3 separate regions of the Mus musculus genome follow, and all the other regions are linked to region 2. Evidence: chromatin contacts called from public HiChIP or PLAC-seq data. All regions are on one chromosome and are shown on one strand. The core of a region is the stretch at or near the end of the contact, and the rest is flanking DNA. Distances in the headings are between cores, read along the strand shown.

Region 1 (4,552 bases), core at 848-3,347, 150 kb after region 2:
ATGCCCATTTTAGGTAGTGTGGGGGGGATCGAACCCAGGGTTCTATATCTGCTAGCTACATGCGTCTGTCACCTCCCTCACTGCTGTGTCAGAAATACCTACCAAGAAGCAACTTAAGGGCTGGTGAGATGGCCCAGTCAGTACAGTACCTACCACACATGTGTAAGAGCCTGGGTTGGATCCCAGCTCCCACCTAAAAGCCAGGTGTCGTGTGTCTGCAGCTTTAGCAGAGGTGTGTGTGTGTGTGTGTGTGTGTGTGTGTGTGTGTGTGTGTGTGTGTGTGTGTAGACAGATCCCTAAAGCTCTCACACACCTGCACATACATGTACCTACTTGAACATATACATCCACATATTCATACCCACAAAAAAAAACAACTTTTAAAGAAAGGAACTTAAAGAAGGGAGGTTTTATTTTGTTCACAGAGCCAGGGAATATAGTCCAGCGAGATGAGGAAGGCACGGGGCAGGCCTGAGTGGCATCTGGTCACATTGCATCTGCGAAATGCAGTCAACAGGAAATGGGGCCAGAGTGTAAGACCCCAGTGGTCTGCTTCCTCCGCCTACTAAACCTTCTGCAGCTCCCCAGACAGGGCCACTGTGTGTGGACCAAGTGGTGGAATGCAGAACTTATGGGGACATTGCACATTCAAGCCACAGCACCAGACAAGCAGTCCACCAGTGTGCCACACCCCCAGCCCTTCACCAGTCTCTGCAGTAACCAGTGCTGGAAGTCTCCCTCGCACCTCACACGGCCGCTCTGCAGCCAGGTCCAGACCTGTACGGCAGCTCCGGTCAGGTCATCTCTTCAGCACCTGGTGCCCAGCATCATGGCCCTCTTCTCCTTGGGGCTTCGCCTCCAGAGCAGCTTGCCCTGCTTCTCACTGAATGAATGCAGGCTGTTGCAAGGTCACTGCCTCTGCACTCTGAAGAGGACGCAGGGGCACAGCACGCATGAGTTCCTGACGCCATACTGACCAAGTCAGCAGCTCGCCGCGGGTGACACCTGCCTCGTTTCCCAAAGATACCCAGTCTTTTCTTCAAAACTCTTTGATCCGCTGTCGCAGCTCAAAAAGGAGGCTGGTGACAACATGCCTTGCCGTGTGCTAGCCAACTAACCTGTGCCTTCCCATTCGGTTCACGCAAAAAGATCTCTGGTTGGGATGGGTTTGTTAGGGCACACAATTGTATCTCTGTGCCCAGAGCCTGGCACTTAGGTGCACAATATAAATTATACAAAGGAAAGTGTTGAAGAAAACAGACCTAGTGCAGTGGATTGTAATTCCCCAGTTTACCAAATATGGGCACAGATGGACTCTAAGTCAAGGACAACGAGTTTCAGAATCACTCTCTAGTAACTGCTCCAGCAAGCAGAGAGTGTGGTGGTCCACACACGAGCCCTAGCACTCAGGAGGAAGTGGTGGGAGGAGTCTTTAGACCTGCCCAGGTTACGTACCCAGACTCTTATCTTAAAGCAGAAGGGGCTGGCGAGACCGCTCAGGAGTTAGAATCATACTCTCTCTGCAGAAGACACAGCACACGTGCCTGGTGGCTCACAGGGGCCTTTAACTCCCACTTCCTCTTCCACCTTCACTGCAGTCGTGTGCACATAGCCCCTCACACATAATTAAAAATAAGATAAAAACTTTTAAACATGCTTCTCTTTATTTTTGGTTGTGAGCCCAGCGGAGCCATCTTTCCAGCCCGAAAATATTTTTTAAAAGCAATGTGAGTACTATTTAGAAATAGGAACTATAATGGCTCCTCGGCCTTTGGGCTAAGATCAAGTGTAGAAATAGAAGCTATATTAACTGTTTTAACAGCTAAGTTATTATAAGACATCAATAGAACAACAGCTGGACGGTAGAGCAGACCAACTAACACGGCGAATGTCCTTGAGTTCAAAGGGCACAGAAACTGGAAGTATCTCAATTTAGAAGCTTTCAGAGGATATACCAGGCGGTGATGGTCCAGAACTCGGGAGGCAGAGGCAGGCAGATCTCTTGAGTTCGAGGCCAGCCTGGTCTACCAAGCTAGTTCCAGGACAGCTAGAGCTACACTGAATGGCTAGGACTGGAACAAGCTGCTTGTGCTAACAGGGTGTGGCTGACTGGAACAGAAGGATACTTGTAGCTCTCTAGCGCCCCCTTCTGGGAGAAGAGGGAGCCGTGGCAAAGGATTTTTTTTTTTTTAAGAGACTTGGTCTCAAGTGTCAGGAAGCCATCAGAGGGATAAATTTGGTGCCTTGAGGCCATACTGCTACAGAAACAGATTCCTAGTGGGCCCTTTCCTTGGAACAGTGACCGTGTTTCTTATTCTCTCAGGATCCAGGTCCTGACTAACCTCAGTGCTGGATAATATCTGGTTAGTGTAGTAAGTTTCCATCTCCTAGTTCTATTATCAAATACCAAAGCAGGTACAGATTCACGGGGAAAAGCCTTACCCCGTGTGATACAATGTTGAAACCAATTAGCACAGGTACTTAATTACCACAGCCAACAGATGGACAAGACTGTGAAGATAGGGGAAACTAATTTGGCTGCAGACAACCTGCTTCCAGTGAGTGTCCCGCCTCCCAGCTTCCTGTCTCTTCTCTGTCACTCATCTCCCCTCCTGTCCTTGCCTCTCAGGTGCTTTTTTTACTTTTAGGCAGGAAATCGCTGTGTAGCTTACGATCCCACGGAGTTCCAAGTGTATGTCCCTTGGTTCTGTATTTCTGGGCCCGAGGTGAGGTTGGAACATCATAGCAGCAGAAACATAAGCCAGCATTGTTGACCACAGCGGCAGGCAGCAAGCACAGGTGGACTTCCGGTTCCCGGTGGTGGGAGCTCTTGATATTTGCAAGAAGGAATTTTTTTTCAGACATTTAAAAAAAATGGTTTTTCGTTCTTTTGAGACAAGATGCCATGTATCCTAGCTTCCCTCAAACGCCAGATGTAGCAAAGGTGCCAGCATGCCTAGTGTCTACAGTACTGGGGTCTAACCTAGGGCCTTGTGCACCAACACACATTTATTTTGGGGGAAGCAGTCTACAGCTGAGCTCCATTCTAGATCACCTTGTCACACACACACACACACACACACCCTCCCCTACCCCCAAATAGACAGACAATTTCATACTGCTTTCCTGAAAGTTTCTGTCTTTTACTTGGCCCTGGTACAGACTAGGGTCAGAGAACAAGCACTGAGTGTGGGTTAAGCCAGTCCTAAGGCGTCGGACCACATACAGCACCCACCCAACGGAACTGACTCCACCCAACGGAACTGACTCCACCCAACAGAACTGACTCTGCCAGTGCAGACGGGCTCATGTGTCAGAAGCCTCGGTGCAGGGAGCTGGAAAGGCAGGGTTGATCTGACAGTCATACCGCGCAGATATGTTCAGTGTGGTACGTCCTAGTGTCGGGCCCTGTGCTGTCACCCACCCATTTGCCGACATACTTAGAGGTGCTTTGATGTCATTTGCATTGCTGGCAGACAGAGAACCTGCTACAGGGGTTCCACTACGTTAATGCCCAGTTATCAGGGATAGGCCCTTTAAGGGAAGCTCTCTGTGCCTCTGAGAGCGCAAGAAAGGGCGGCGGGGCAGGGGAATAGAGGCATTTGTACCATGGGCAGTGGAGACAGGTAGCCAAGTGTTTGCAGGAGCTGCAATGAATCTCGGACTTCTCCCTCCTGCTCCCGTGAGGCCTTTGGCTTCTTCACACCTGTTTTCTCCTCTTTCAATCTGTAAAGTGGTGATGGCATCCGCCTTACAGAGCTGCTCTCACGATGACATCATTTATACTTTTATATCATTTCATCATTTCATTTCAGTAGTGGAGAAAAAAAAAATCAACAGCCCAGAGAGGTTTAGTGACTCACCCAAAGTCACATCGTTAATGGGTAACTGCGGTGGGATTTGAACTCCCAATCTTGTGTCGTCCTCTAGGTGAACAAGGACCCTGGGCTGTGCTGAGTGAGGCATGCTCTTGGGTGATGTTCATGTTTCCTGGGTATAAGAGTCGAGTGTCTGTTTGCAAATACATAGGAAAATGCAGTGGGTATTCGGGAATCTTTTGGTTTCATTTCATTTTGTTTGTTTCTTACTCAGACTGAAGGTCTAACAGAAACCTGTGGGCTCCATTCTCTGGCTCCCAAAGCCTCTCCTTCCGTGTCTCACCCCTGTAGTGTTTCCTTTCCGGCTTTCAGGAGAGTGGAAAAAAAGAGAAGAGAAAATGCAAAGAGTCACTTGAAGGTAGAAGGTGTTTAAATGAAGTCTGCTGCCTCTGACTCATAGTGGGTGCTCAGTAAGTGTTAAGGTTCTATCTGCAGTGTGGACCTATAGCTCAGTTGGAAAAAGGGCCAGTCCTGCCAGCACAAGGGCCTGCATCTCATCTACAGAACTCACTTTTGAAAGCAGGGGTGTGGCGGAGAGACCTGGGCGTGGTAGTGAACGCCTTTGATCCCAGCACATAGGAGGCAAGCCGAACTCTGAATTCACGGCCAGCCTGGTCTACAGAGTGAGTTCCAGGACAGCCAGAGCTACATAGAGAAATTGTCTCTGAAAATCA
Region 2 (4,588 bases), core at 265-2,764:
CAGACTTAGCATATGCTCCACTGAGAATTTCTCCCTCCGCTCCTTCACCCAGATTTTCCCCCAGCATATATTAAATATTAAATATATTAAATACTACCATTTCAATTTAATCTAATCAATATATAAAGTTATAATAATGAGATGGAAATTATCAATGTAAAACTTATTACTGGGGTATTATACATTTTCCATGTCTGGTAGCTCACAGCTGTGCGTAACTCCAGCTTCAAGGGATCCAACGCCATTCTCTGGCCTCTGTGGGCCCCTTCACGCAGGCAGCAAACGTGGCACGCACGCACACACACATCATGAAAAATTCAAGGCAAAAGCAGGTAGATCTATTCAAATTGAGACCAGCCTGATCTGTATGGTGAGTTCCAGACCTGCCAGTTACAGAGACTCTGTCCTTAATGCTGGGCACAGTGGCACACAGCTTTAGTTCCAGTACTTGGGAGGCAGAAGCAAGTGGATCTTTATTGCTCTGAGGCTAGCCTGGTCTACATAGTGAGTTCAGGAGTGAATGAATTACATAGTGAGCTATGTAGTGAGACACAGGATCTCAAAAAAAAAAAAAAAAAGTGTGGTTGCCATGGTGACTTCTCACAGCCATAACAGTAATCAGGACAAGCTGCATGCACAAGATAAACAAAATGAATGTTTTAAAAGTATAAATTAAAAATGCAATAAAGAGGGGCACAACGAGTAAGAGCACTGACCGCTCTTCTGAAGGTCCTGAGTTCGAATCCCAGCAACCACATGGTGGCTCACAACCACCCATAATGAGATCTGATGCCCTCTTCTGGTGCGTCTGAAGACAGCTACAGTGTACTTATTTATTTTTTTACAAATGCCATAAAGAGCAGAGCGTGGTGGTGCACGCCTTTAATCCCAGCCCTCGGGAGGCAGAGGTAGGTGGATTTCTAAGTTCAAGGCCCGCCTGGTCTACAGAGTGAGTTCTAGGACAGCCAGGGCTACACAGAGAAACCCTGTCCCAGGGGGGGGAAAATGCAATAAAGAGTTAGGTAGAGTAAAGTGACTTACATTGACCTTTGGCCTCCACACACTCACCTGTACTCACATGCAGACAGACATAGAGACAGACTTTAGCGCTTTAGAACTAAAATTGAATGAGCTTCCTCGCTACTGTTCTTGATTGGATGTTTGGGGTGTCGCGCGCCTTTTTGCTAAAGTAAACTGCCTTGCCTGGTTACCTTCTCGTGTTCAGATGTCAGTTTGGGAGGCAGCTGGGTTACTGTTTGCCGCTGATTCTGAGCTTATCCTAAACCTGAGCTCCATCTGGAAGAGCATGCGGGTCTCCCCCCTTGGAGAGGTGCATCTCACAGGCCTGTTGGGGTGGACCCAGGATCTCAGATACACGGCACCACTTGGATAGGTGGAGATCCCAGGATGGAAAGTGTCTGAGCACCACAGGAAAGGTCCATGTAAGCGCTCTGGCAATCTCGCAATGCCTTGTGGGAAACAAGGTCATGACACTCTCAAGGAGTGACGAAGTATTTCCTTAGTGGAGGGACATCCGGTGGTTGTGTGTTGTGTGAGAATAAAAGAGATGTGCTCCGAGCTAGACGACTTCCTGTTTGGGGGTGGGGGTGGGGCAGCAAATACCAGCAACCTAAAGAAGAAAATCAACCTTGTAAAAGTCCTTGATAAAGATCTGGAACCGGCTGGGTGTATTCACACCAGTGACCTCGGCAGGACCTTGAGGCTGACACAGGAGAATCACGGTGGTTTTGAGGTCAGCCGGCACTACCGAGCGAGTTCTAGAACAATCCAGATGTCATGGTGACAACCTGTCTGGCATAAAAAGGGAGCGAGAGAGATGGCTCTGAAACTCAGCATAGAGAGCTACAGGGCCTGGATTGAATTCCCTAGCACCACAAAAATAAAGAATAAATCAAGCCCGGCCTAGCCCCAGACCCTGAGTGCCACATGGAAACACCCTGATGTTTGTTCTGGGCATAGTTGTTTATGAATGGATTGCCAGGCCAATTCAGAACAACACACCTCACGGCTTCATTGTGCTTGCTTTCTTTTTTTCAACACAGGGAATTAAACCCAGGGTCTCATATGCTAAGAAGTGTCCCTGCTCACCTCTCCAGTCTTGAGAAACAGGGATTTGGGGAGGAGATAAAGTTGGGGGGAGGGGGGGCTATGGGGAGGTGAAGTTGAAATAGGGCCTCCTAAAGGCCAGACTGGTCTCACTATATGGCCAAGGATAATCTTGGGCTCCTGGTCCTCTTGTCTAAGTGCTGGGTTACAGGAGTTCTCCAGCATACCTGACTATTCTGATTTAGCCTCTTGATTGCTGGCAATGGCCACCAAGTGTGGTGCTAGAAACAGACTTTCCCTTCCCTCCCTCCCTCCCTCCCTCCCTTCCTTCTTTCCTTCCTTCCTTCCTTCCTTCCTTCCTCCCTCCCTCCCTTCCTTCCTTCCTTTTCCTCTTTCTTCCTTCCTTTTTTTCTTTTCCCTCCTTCCTTCCTTCCTGCTTTTTTTTTCTCTAATATCTCTGTGTAGCCCTGGCTGTCCTAGAACTCACTCTGTAGACCAGACTGACCTTGAACTCACAAAGTCATGTTTCACCACGCTAAGATAGAACCAGACATTCTACAGCCTCCTGCTGGCTGCATGTCTGTTCCTTCCTGCCAGGGAATGGCTTCTGCTCGGCTCCTGCGACAGATCAGATTGTTGCTGAGCCTTGACCTACCTCCACTGGAAATTTTACATTGTCAGGGAATAGCTCTGATCAGTCCTCTGAGAATCACAGGCTTTGTTAAAACACCAGGGACTGGGGCTGCAGAGATGGCTCAGTGATTAGGAGCACTGACTGCTCTTCCAGAGGTCCTGAGTTCAAATCCTAGCAACCACATGGTAGCTCACAATCATCTATAATGAGATCTGGCGCCTCTTCTGACATAGAGCTATATATGCAGAACACTGTATATAATAAATAAATGAATCTTTAAAAAATAAAATATTAATAATATGTATTACAGCCATCATGGGCTTTGGGTTTGTAGATACAGGGGTAAAAAGGGCATAGTTAGAAAATATATCTGCCTGTTATTAATGTTTTTTGAGATATGGTCTTTAGCCCAGGATGGCTTTACTATGAAGCTATGGGTGATACTTGCTGCCAAGTCATGAAGACCAGAGTTAAGATTCTGGCACCCAAGTAATGAGCCAGGCATCCAGCAAACTCCTATAACTCCAGGCTTCGGGGAATCAGTGTCTTTTCACGAGGTCGTGTGCATTCACACACATTTGAATATACTTACACAGAAACACACAAATAAAGATATACTGGCCGGGCGTGATGGCACATGCCTCCAATCCCAGCACTCGGGAGGCAGAGGCAGGTGGATTTCTGAGTTCCATGCCAGCCTGGTCTACAGAGTGAGTTCCAGGACAGCCAGGGCTACACAGAAACCCTGTCTCGAAAAAAACAAAAACAAAAACAAAAACAAAACAAAAAGTTGCTTACTGCTAAGGCTTGTGACCTGAACCAGGTCCTGGAACCCACACTGGTTGAAGAGGAAATCAACTCTTTTTTTTTTTTAAGATTAATTTATTATTATATATAAGTACACTGTAGCTGACTTCAGACATACCAGAAGAGGGCTTCAGATCTCATTCCAGGTGGTTGTGAGCCACCATGTGGTTGCTGGGGTTTGAACTCAGGGACCTTCCGAAGAGCAGTCAGTGCTCTTACCCACTAAGCCATCTCGCCAGACCGAAAATCAACTTTTGAAAGTTTTTCTCAGACTTCTACATGTGCACTGTAGTGTTCTCTCCCTTGCCCCACCCCTCACACCACTCTCTCTCCCACTCTGTCTCTCTGTCTCTCTCTCTCTCTCTCTCTCTCTCACACACACACACAAATAAACACATACACAAAATAAATAAATTTAATTTCTTTAAAAAATAAAAACAAAAAGCAAGATATGCTGGGTTATAAACATAATCCCAGCAGTAGGGAGGTTGAGGCACAAGGTTTGCCACCAGTCTGGGACCAGCCTGGGCTACAGCATCAGAAATCCTATCTCAACAAACAGAAACAATGGAATAGAAGCTGGTGTCTCAGCCAGAGACAGTGATACCTATCTGTCATCCCAAAACTTGAGAAGCTGAAGCAAGGAGGAGGCGAGTTTGAGGCCAGCCTGGGCTACGTGGTAAGACATAAAGCCCACTACCCACCCCCACCTCAGACAAAATGAACAAAAAGAGGTACTGGCCCTGTTTAACATTCACACTGCAGAGTGAAACCCGAAGCTTCTCAGCGGTTAAGGCTCATTAGATTGCCAGTGTTCGCTCGCCTGGCTTCACTTCCTATCGGGTGCCAGGCCCGCACTTCACCTGCTCCTTACACATTAGTAATGTCAATTTCTCAAGGAAGTTCAAACTTAGATGTCAGAATTTGTATTCCCTATAAGACACCTTAATGAAGGTGTGCAGGAGCGCTTTGGGGCCCAAAGAAGAGGCACCTTTGGCTTGCACTCTTAGGTAGACCTGCCTTCTATCCCCAACTAGAAATTGCCTAGTGAGTATAAGGGGAGATGTATGGCAGGTGCCG
Region 3 (4,606 bases), core at 200-2,699, 190 kb after region 2:
GACTGAATAAAGGGAGGCCCTAGGATCATGATGGCGAACTCGAGAAGTTCTAGAGGCTAGTCTGCTGGGGGTGGGGTGGGCGTGGGGGTAAGCAGGCCTGGAGGCTGGGCAGGCAGTTGCTTCTAACCAGGCTGATGTGGACTGAATCAGAGAAATGCCCACGGGCTTGGAGGGAGGAAGGCTGGGAGGAGTGAAAATGAGAGACAGCAGACAGGGAAGACGTGGAGAAGAGAGACAAAAATGGTAAAGCTCCAAACAGGAAAGCAGCAGTGGCAGAAGAGAGGAGGCTCGGGGGGGGGGGGGGGCTGTCCTGGTTAGCTACGGGGGTATTGCGCAGTGACCAAGAGCATGCGTGGACTTTGTAGTCAAACTCTTCCTGGGCTTGCTCATGGACTCTGTCCCCCTCTAGTTCTGTGACATTGGGAAAGTTACTTATTAAATCCCAACTCATGGGGGGCTATGTGAGAAGTCAAGGAGACGATGTGATATACTTGGCTAGTCTTCCCATTGGGGTGGAAATGTCTGGAGCCATTTGGGTTGGGACACTGCCCACTGGAAATAACTTATAGCCACACAGACACGGGGAGTTCGGGTCTGTGGAGGTGGTGCAAGAAGCTCTGCTGTGGAACTGAGGGAGGGGAGGGGGAGGGGAAGGAGGCAGTCTGTGCTGTAGTTAGAGGAGACTTGGGTGGGTCTGGTGTTTGTGTCCTGGCCTTGAGCCCTGAATTAAGAATCCCCAGGACTAGGGATGCAGCTCCGTTTGGAAAAGTGGGAGCCTAGCATTCACTGACTTCTTCCCTCAGCACCTCAGAAACAGGGTGTTGTGGCACTTGGGAAATAGAAGCAGGAAGATTGGGAATTCAAGCCCCCTCATCCAAAGAATTGTTCATCTGACTCCATAGCTTCGGGGTTTGCCAAGGGTTGAGGTGCTTGGTTCTAGGCCTCCAGGCCTTAAGTTCTAGTCCGGGGCATTGAACACCAGGTTCTCCCCAAGGTGCATGGGGGCAGTGGGTTGGAAAGGTGCTTTCAGCTGCGGAAGGAAGGAATGTCACACCCTGCCACCTCATCTCTCACAGCCTCAGAGACACACAAGCTGGTCTCAGAAGTCATGGCCACAAGTCTGTGGTCTCCAGAAAGAGGAACATACTGAGGTAGTGAAAGAAGAAACAGGTCGTTTTCACCCTCCCCAGAAGAGCACCAAGTGGATGGAACGCAAGGTTAGAGGGGGAGGGGACAGCTGAGGGAAGAGGAGTAAGAAAGAGGGTGGGTTGTAGTCACCGGGTGCTGGCGACTCACATAAGCTTGTTGCAAACCGGAGGCTGAAAGGAGGCCCGATTCTCTTCTACCCAAGACTTCACTCTCACACGGCGTTCCATGGCCGGCAGGCAGGACTCTTCTGCCCACAACGTGGTGGCCAGGTAATCGGGAGGTTGGAGTGATGCGATCTGCGACCTGCGATCTGCGCAGTCTCCTGTTGGCCACCTAGTTAATTAGGTTACCAGAGGTCAAAGAGCTGAGCAATCCCCTGCCACTCTGAGGGGGCAGCTCTAGAGTCTGAGACTACTTGCCCTGCCCCTGCACACACGCCGGAGCAGGGATCAAAGCCCAAGAACAGACCCGCCTCCTGGGACATGGCCAGCATCCTCCCAACACCTAGTTGCTCTGGACCGAAGCTGGACTCTGGTACCTACTGGGCCCATGTAAGATGCAGGACGCTGGGCTTTCAGCTTTTCGGGTTTCTTCTTCTGCCCTGCCTCTAAAGAAACATTGTGTTGGGAGAATAAAGGTTTGAAAATCGGAGACTTTGAGCACAAGGAGGACTGAAGGCAACAGGAGCACACAGAGGCCATCACAGGAGGCAATGAACAGGCTGCATCCAGTCTCCTCCGGAGCACGGAGGTCTGGCCCAGTCCTGCAGATGTGATTGGCTAGACCTGAGATACCCTGTCCTCACCTTGCTTTGCAGCTGAGGCCTGGTCCAGCTCGGCAGCCCTGGCGCCTAGTAGTAGTGGGCAGGAATGAGGTGTCCAGCACTGGTCTGAGTGAGCTCTTTACCCCTCCATGGGGAATTGAACCAGAGTCTTTAGTGTGCTAGGCAAACTCTGCCATGGAGCTTCAGAATGTCCCTGTCCCCTCACACGTCTTGTTTATATTTTATTATTTGGTTTTTGTTTTTGAGACAAGAAATCACTTTGTGACCCAGAATGTTGGGCAGGTTGCTATGTAGCTCAGGCTAGCCTCAAACTCTATCCTTCTACCTCAGTACTAGGATTACAGATGGATGTCACCATAAACCTACAATCCCCACCCTTGCATGTTTTAAGCCACCCACATGTGAAGACCTTTACAGGTGAAGATGGTCCTAGGTGTCTGTCTTATTTAGGGTTTTATTGCTGTGAAGAGACACCAAGACCTCTTATAAAGGACAAAGTTTAACTGGGGCTGGCTTACAGGTTCAGAGGTTCAGTCCATTATCATCATGGCGGGAAGCATGGCAGCATCCCAGGCAGGCATGGTGCTGGAGAAGGAGCTGAGAGGTCTACAGCTTGTTCTAAAAGAAGACAGGAGCAGTCTGTCTTCTAGGCAGTTAGGAGGAGGGCCTCAAAGTCCTCCCCAACCCCACTGACACACTTCCTCCAACAAGGCCACACCTCCTAATAGTGCCACTCCCCAGGCCAAGCACATTCAAACCCACCCCAGAGCCTGCCAGACTAGAGGCTCCTCAGCCAAGGTTGCCCTGGGGCAGGAAACGTAGGAGGAAGAGGGGAAGGCAAGGACCACCTACCCTCCAGGACTCACAATTCTTGGGAGAACTGAAAGGGAGTGAACTACAGAAGTCAGTGCGAGGGAGAAGAAATGGTCTCAGGCCTTTGAGCCCAGAATACAGACTACAGAATAGAAGAATTCCTAGTGGCTCCCTCGTGGCTCTCATGGCCACCCTCGCTTGTCTGCAGCCTGACAGAGTCTCTTCTTCTCAGAATTAAAAGCTCTGCTGGTGTAAGCCAAACTTGGACAGGCTCTCAGCAAGCATCTCACGCACCTGGCAGGGGCCTTCTTGTGTCCTCTCCACCACCCTTGCCCCTTTCTACAGCTTTATCTTTTTGATTATTCACTTGGCATGTTTCAGCTAAGTATTTATTGAAGCATTTCCTTCCAGAACATTGTTTGGTACCTAAATAACTCAAACCTTCTTTATGTTTCCCATCTCCCCGTAGTCAAATGGGTGTAAACAAAACCCAGGCAATGCAGGGACCTATGACCTATGTGTCAGGCTTGTTTCAGGTGCTGTTAAATGGGGAGGAAGGGGGAGGAGTTAAGAAGGTAAGGAGAAGGCAATCGAAGTCACACCAAGGGGAGGGGCTGCTTGCAAACCAGCAGATGTTCTGACACTTCCTACAGAGGACAGAGTGGTAGTTACCCTGTATTTTAATTGATGCAATCAAACGACGTGAGGCTGTACATAGAATTTGAGGACATGAACACTCTAGATTCAAACTAAGATATATTTGTATAATCACTGTGAGAGATGCCCTCTACTTTGGACTATGTGATAAAACACTGTTCTAGGGTACCACGGGCAAGCCTCATTATTCAGATGACTTCAGTGTTAAGAAAATACAGTTCCCCTCTTACCCATGTGTTCTGCCATTGATCAGTCCCCGATTGACTGGGGCCTTCCAGATATTGATCCTTGGTCCTTCCAGACTGTACCTGTTTGTATTTAGCTGCTTTGCCTATTGCTGGAACAAAAAGGGGTTAATTTTGGCTCCCAGTTTGAGGGGGAAGTCATGGCGACGGGAGTTTGAGGCAGCCCATTGTATGGTATCAACGGGCAGGAGGCAAGCTGGATGCTGACCAGTGCTGATGTTCAGCTCCCAGTCGCCTTCTTACTCAGCCTGAAAGGCAGGCAGCTCACAGACTATCGCCACCCACAGTTAGTGTGGGCCTCCCCAGCTCAATTAACTAGCAACTCCCTCACAGATGTGTCAGGAAGCTCGTTTCCATGGTGATTGTAAATCCCATCAAGTTAATAATCAAGATCAAACATCAGGCTGCTCCCAGGTGCCACCTCTTTCCTCCGTATACAGGAGCTTATTTGTGCCATGGAATCAGAGGAAAACAGCATCTACTCAGGGCTCCGATCCCATCAAGGCCTTCCCACTGCTGGTGCGGTCCTGCTCTACCCCCCTGGATTGGGCGGTGCATGAAGACCTTTAGATGCCTCTAAGTTTGGCTGAACATGGCTGTTGATAACAAGCTGATCCCTTAGTCCCTCAATAGATTGAGCTAGTGTGTCAGCAGCTCAGACCTGTTGGTCTGTCCGTCTGTCGGTCTCCCTCCCTCTCTCTCTCTCTACCTCCTTTCATACATTCATTAAGTATTTAAGAACAAATAGATTTCTATGAATAAAAGAAATGCTTCATGGGCTCTACTGGTGAATGGGAGTGGGTTGGGGGTGGGGGGAGGGACACAGGCCACGCCCACAGTCTTCTACAGTACTCTCACAGCACAGTCCAGTTCTGTAATCCTAAGTGTGGGGGGTATTTCTCCCACTAGCACACAGGCAATCAGACTACAGCAGTGCCTGGGGTGGGGTGGGGGCGGC

Evidence for each region. HiChIP or PLAC-seq counts read pairs in DNA pulled down with a chosen protein or histone mark.
Region 1: an H3K27ac HiChIP or PLAC-seq map of embryonic stem cells shows a contact between it and region 2, with 26 read pairs. The contact joins two enhancer-like sites. A contact is called at or near these places in 3 of 15 datasets of contacts at CTCF or cohesin (the G1E-ER4 cell line, large pre-B cells and pro-B cells), 24 of 484 Hi-C or Micro-C datasets (B cells, the Ba/F3 cell line, CD4 T cells and 13 more), 8 of 115 datasets of contacts at active chromatin or transcription factors (the HPC-7 cell line, effector CD8 T cells, embryonic stem cells and 2 more) and 2 of 9 other capture datasets (adipose tissue and liver).
Region 3: a contact with region 2 is called in a CTCF HiChIP or PLAC-seq map of CD8 T cells, with 7 read pairs. The contact joins the promoter of Haao here to the enhancer-like site in region 2. A contact is called at or near these places in 16 of 39 promoter capture datasets (the 3T3-L1 cell line, the C10 cell line, the HPC-7 cell line and 10 more), 4 of 15 datasets of contacts at CTCF or cohesin (CD8 T cells, embryonic stem cells, large pre-B cells and 1 more), 58 of 484 Hi-C or Micro-C datasets (the 63-12 cell line, the AML12 cell line, B cells and 38 more), 14 of 115 datasets of contacts at active chromatin or transcription factors (CD8 T cells, the HPC-7 cell line, acute myeloid leukemia and 6 more) and 3 of 9 other capture datasets (adipose tissue, liver and pancreatic islet).

Annotation. Positions count from the first base shown.
Region 1 is chr17:83,806,089-83,810,640 of GRCm38.p6, forward strand. All of the region lies in intron 16 of Mta3 (metastasis associated 3), which reads left to right. Among named protein-coding and RNA genes, the nearest start is that of Gm41637, 18 kb to the right of the region's middle. Within about 2 kb of position 2,098, at least 76 of the 459 cell types and tissues checked have an H3K27ac peak or open chromatin away from gene starts, as enhancers often do. A contact at or near this core is called in B cells, the G1E-ER4 cell line, the HPC-7 cell line and 3 more, where this site is marked.
Region 2 is chr17:83,653,262-83,657,849 of GRCm38.p6, forward strand. No RefSeq gene overlaps it. Among named protein-coding and RNA genes, the nearest start is that of Kcng3, 24 kb to the left of the region's middle. Within about 2 kb of position 1,515, at least 66 of the 459 cell types and tissues checked have an H3K27ac peak or open chromatin away from gene starts, as enhancers often do. A contact at or near this core is called in B cells, CD8 T cells, the CH12 cell line and 17 more, where this site is marked.
Region 3 is chr17:83,845,341-83,849,946 of GRCm38.p6, forward strand. It overlaps Haao (3-hydroxyanthranilate 3,4-dioxygenase), which reads right to left and starts at 1,450. Exons shown (of 10, transcript NM_025325.2): 1 at 1,297-1,450. The coding sequence starts at 1,376.